2 separate regions of the Callithrix jacchus genome follow, and region 2 is linked to region 1. A link is a contact called in public Hi-C data. All regions are on one chromosome and are shown on one strand. Each heading gives the region's core, a stretch centred on a gene start, on an enhancer-like site or on the middle of the called end of the contact. The rest is flanking DNA. Distances are from core to core; before and after follow the strand shown.

Region 1 (2,632 bases), core at 73-2,572:
AAAAAAGACCTGTTAATAGAAGAACATTACCAATCTCAACTCTTAACATTCATTAAGAAATATGCTTGTGTTTCCCTTCAATGTTAAGGCACTCTGTTCATGCAGTCTTACTGGAATATTACTACTGTACTCAGATGCAAGCCAATTCTACATTTGCCATAAACTAGTGGGAGAGGGAGAAGCAGATCTAAATGGGTCCTATTTTTCCAACTTCTTATTCTAACACCCTCCATAGCACCCCCTTTAGGCTCAATTACTAAATTTCACAATCAACTTTTTTGCCTATTTTTGCTTATGCTACTCCCTTTTATTGGGCCCTAATAAATGGTTAAGCCTTCGTTTTCTTTAAGTTAGCTTAAATGTCCATCTCTTGACGTCTTCTCCTTTTCTTCCCAAATCCCACTAACACATACTCCCACAGTTCTTTATTAAACGTTCCTTTCTGTCTTCATGATTAGAGACATGTATGACTTATTTTTGAACATTCACTGTAGTTATAAATATACAAGTGCTCTGTCTGTATATTCACATTGAATGAACAAAAACATCCTCAGAAAGTTAGAGATGGATACGAATAGCTGCACCAATAGAACCATTACGGCTATAAAGACTACTATAACAAGTCTATCAGTACTGGGGAGAATTATCATGGTAGTGAGATTGAGTGCTAGAATGGCAGACACAGAACTGAAAACCCAGAACACTATGTTGTAACCCTGATTCCATCACTTCCTCTCTCAGCCTCGGCTTACTCATCTGTAACTAGGTGATTGGACAAAAGGATTGAAAAGTGTCTCTTCTAATCGAGGTCTAGGGGAGAGATAAATCAGACGGACCCACCAGGAAAACGGACGCGGTCCAGGAACACCTGGGGGTACAGGGAGGCCTCCAAGCCAAATCCCTATCTTCTCCTCTCCGATACTAGGAGCTATACTGGACCGCTCAGGATCTACTCCACTGAAGGAATCTGAAATGCAAACTCATCTAGCTGACTGAGAAGGAAGTGTCGAAGGCCCCACGGGAAGCGAAGGCGGCGGAAAGGCCGCACCGACTACTGGCAGCCCCTAGCCCGGCCAGGCCGGAGATGCTGAATCACTGCCGGAGCCTTGCCGTCTGCCGAGGCTCCCATGTCTCGTGGCCCCGGGCCGCGCTAAGGATGACAGCAGAGGTGGCTCATCATCCCCCAGTCACCGGACCTCAGCCCTAAAACTTCCAGAGATTGGGATTCAACGTACCATGGTGGCGGGGCGGGCCTGGTTACTGCCTCCAGCAAAACTGAGAATCCAGGAGGTGCTGCCGAAACTATCGCTCAGCGATCTACTCAGAAGTCTGCGGGAGTTTGACTGCAGCGACGTAGGGTATTGCAGTCTATTCCAGAGTTATCGATAGGCTCACAACACTTCCCCTTCCTTAAAACTCCCAGACCGCTCGGCTGCAGGCGGAGCCTCGGAAGATCGAGGAACTGAGATTGGCTGGAAACCCTTGGCTGGGAACGCTGGCGGCTGAGAGCTGCGGGGCAGCCCTTGTCACGTAGCCCTTCTGGGTTCCTGTGTATTGCGGATTCCTTCCAGTTTCTCACCCGTGAGCGGGCTGCACCTAAAGTCGTCCGAGGCAACAGCCGTGACTCCTGGTGATACTAGCTTGCCACTCACTCTCTCATTCACCGTCCACAGAGATTTGGGGTGTTGTGTGACAGAAAGGAACGAGGCTGCAGAAAAGCCACAAATAACGATCTGTTTGTCTGTGTCAGCCATACTCTTCCTCGAGTATCTTGTGTACATGCTTTTCTTTGTATTAAGTTTGGTACAAAAGTAATCGCGGTTTTCGCCATTACTTTTAATTACTTCTGAAGAGTCCAGACAGTTGCTGTGAATAAAGGCTGTATCTCAGAGCCAATATATTTGCTTGGGAAATAATAATCAGAAGGACAGGTGTTGGAGTGATAGAGCTATCATTCATTCATTCATTCATTCAACAAATGTTTAGTGATTGCCTACTATATGCCAGGCTTTGTTTCAGGTACTAGGAATATATTGGTAAATTTGCTTAGGAAATTTAATGGCAAAAACTGCGATTACTTTTGCACCAACCTAATACTTTGGAATCCTCGTCCTTATTCCCTGGAGATCTTATCTTTCAAGGCTCTGTTGTCGTTAACCCCTCATTATTATCATTATTGGTTTCCTCCACCAGACTTTGAACTCCCTGATGGCGCTAATGTCTTTCTATGTCCTCAAAACCAAGCATGATACCTGCAACTGAGAAAAAAATGGACACTTTCTTTCGGTTTACCTATTTTGTCTTTTGAGAACAACTTTCTGTAATGAAATAGTCTGACAGCTCTGCAAACAGCTGCCAACCTAACATCCACCGCTATTTATTTTCTTTGTAAAGACTACGCTGGGCGCTGTGGCTCACGCTGGTAATCCCAGTACTTTCGCAGGCCAAGGGCAGAGGATCACTTGAGCCCTCGAGACCACTGTATTATTTTAATATAGTGGGACCTCGTCTCTAAAAACAATAATAATAAAGTAAAGGCTGGGCATGGTGACATGCTCCTGTGGTCTCAGCTACTTGGGAGGCTGAAGTGGGAGGATCTCTTGAGCCTGGTAGACGGAGGTTGTAATGAGCC
Region 2 (2,632 bases), core at 96-2,595, 360 kb after region 1:
AAAACTAAGATTCAGAGTAGAGGTCAAGTTCTGTCTGGCAAAAGACCCAGTGTCTCGTCTTATGCTTTCACATTTTATTTCTCTAGAATATTATAGGGCTGTTTACCAACATACCAAAGAGATCAAATATATTACATAAAAATCATGGGAATAAACTCAATTCTGGGAGAACTGCAGGTTGGAAAATAATATCTATGAATTATACATACTTTCGTTACCTGGTCCAGATTCCCTTTAACAACACATAAATCATTAGTAACTTTCTAGTCTAGAAACCTAGACTAATTCTTGAAAAAACTGGTTTAAGTAAGGATTTAAGGTCAAACCTGAAATACCACAGTTGCCAAACATCCCTGTACTTTTCCTTCAAAACACTGACCACAGCCTGTGGCCGATAATGAGATTCGTTTTCTCTCTCCCACTCATCTGCCTTCTTCACCGTCAGCGTCAGGCAGGAGCCTGGCCTGTAGTTGCATATAAATAAGTTTAATTCAAAACAAAACAGGTGAGCTCTGGCCAGGACCCTTGGAAGTCCTCAGACAGGGGTGTTTCCCCGGGTTCTCCATCCTCACAGCAAACGCCTACACCAGTCGTTCGTCTACTGCAAACATCGAAGAACCCGCTATTAACCATCTAGAACTCAGCACACCTTGATTTTCAGACAGGCCGCGTGCAGCTTCCACTGAGCTGCGAGGCCGACTCGCAAGCCGCCAGCGCCTGAGTGCTGGCGTCAGTCCCGGACCCGAAGCGGCGGAGCGGCCGGCGAGCCAAACGGCGCAGGAGCAAGAGCTCTGGCGCTGGTGGGAAAATCAGGCCTGGATCGCCTTGGGGCCTCGGCCTGGAGTGGGGCACCGGCAGGGGCGGGGCTTCCGCCCCAGGGGGCACGTCATCGCGGACTTCTCCCTCCCAGACCCGGGAAGTGGGTTTTTCTCAAACGGCAGCCGGCACACGGAGAGTTCCTGGCTACTCGGGTCAGGAGCGGCCGTAAGTCTAACCAGGAAGGCCCCAGCCCTGGCCAGCCTGGCGGGGCGGCCCTCCCTGCCCGGGTCCCGTCGGGGCTGTACCTCTCCGTACACCTGGCTCTGCTTTCTCAGGTAGACATGGGGAAGCTCCGCCGAGGTGGCCAGGGAATAGATGTTGCCGATAAAAGGCAGCCCCGGCGGCCCCGGAGGGAAGCCCATCGGCCGCCTCTGCTTCAGGAGCTGGCGGACCCCCAGCGCGAAGAGCAGCAGAAAGAGCGAGCCGCCGAGCGCCGCCGCTCCCTCCTCAGCTCTCCAAAGTTTCCACATCGGGCCGGGCTGGGGCTGCGAACTTCACCGCAGCCCTGAGACCCGGGCACTCACTGCAACCCTGCCGCACTCCCATTGGCAGGATATCCTCAGGTTCCGCCCTTGCTCCGTGGCCATTGGCTGGCTGAGTTAGAGTTCAAGCCCCCCCTCTCGCAATAACTACTCTCTAGCTTCGCGCGGCTTGGAGTCGGTACTGCGAAGCTGGTCGCGGGTGTTTCCCTTTGGAAGTCGCGCGGCTCTAGGCGGGGCATTGAGCCAGGAGGCAGTTTTCCAGAATGTTTACACCAGGGCATTGACGATGTGGCAGGATGGCCTCACTCACCGGGGCTAGACGGATCCCGCTTCTCTGTGGCTAGCCCTTTCTTAAACTGTCGTTAAGAACTAGGTCTACTTATTTCATTCTGGACTAGGAAAACTGGAGAGATGATCAACACTGCAGTCTTTAGCTGAATCTGATAGTTATCAGAATTTCCAGTAGAAAATTGACCCATCAGTAGTAAAAGAAAGTAATTTTACTGTTTTACTAATCTATGTTTGTCCTGTTCGTGTATTTTTGTGTGTAATCTTTTAAGAATAGTGATGATTGAGCAGTTTATGTGCTTAACTCAGTTTACCTATATTTGACCCCTCTCTGGTCTTTCCAGAATGATTACTTATTGGCAGTCACAGGATTCTTGTCTGCACTTGTTCATGAAGAGTATTTTCTATTTTTCTGCCTCTACTGCCTGGAGTTAAACTGATTTCATAATTATTCTTGCTAATTCAGTTTTTATTCCTGTTTTCTATTCAACAGTTCCTTGCAGCGCAGGACTTACTGGGTTTGGGACTCTTCTAACAGCTGCCCTCTAATTGTGATTTAGCAGCGGCATGAGTTTTATGGTCCACATTAGCTTATGGCTCATTCACACAACAAATATTTATTGAATGTCTACTATGTTCCCATGTCCTAGGCAATAGAGATACGGAGGTATCCACTTACATTAGGAGAGGGAAGAACAATAACATGGATATAATAATTTTAGATAATCATAAGCAAATGAAAAGTATGTTATAGAAAATGCCTGGTGGTTGGGGAGATAATTATAGCAGTTGAAGGGTGTCAAGGAAAGTCTTATTAAGAAGATGATGTTGAAGCTGAGATCAACTGTTAAAGAGGTGTATTCGTTTCCTACTGCTTCTGTAACAAATTACCACGAATTTAATGGCTTACAACCATACAAATGTATTTTCGTACCATTCTTGAAGTGAGAAGTCCAAAATGGGTCTTCCTGGGCTGAAAGAGAGGTGTTTGTAGGGCTTCATTTCTTCTAGATACTAGGGGAGAATCTATTTCCTTGCCTTTT

The links. Hi-C and Micro-C count contacts between places; a contact is called where the count stands out from the background.
Region 2: a contact with region 1 is called in a Hi-C map of skeletal muscle, with 5 times the contacts expected there. The contact joins the promoter of CYP2R1 here to the promoter of PSMA1 in region 1. A contact is called at or near these places in 2 of 3 Hi-C or Micro-C datasets (induced pluripotent stem cells and skeletal muscle).

Annotation. Positions count from the first base shown.
Region 1 is chr10:80,389,935-80,392,566 of calJac240_pri, forward strand. It overlaps PSMA1 (proteasome 20S subunit alpha 1), which reads right to left and starts at 1,323. Exons shown (of 10, transcript XM_078340622.1): 1 at 841-1,323.
Region 2 is chr10:80,753,117-80,755,748 of calJac240_pri, forward strand. CYP2R1 (cytochrome P450 family 2 subfamily R member 1) reads right to left here and starts at 1,346. Exons shown (of 5, transcript XM_054242137.2): 1 at 1,065-1,346. The coding sequence starts at 1,289.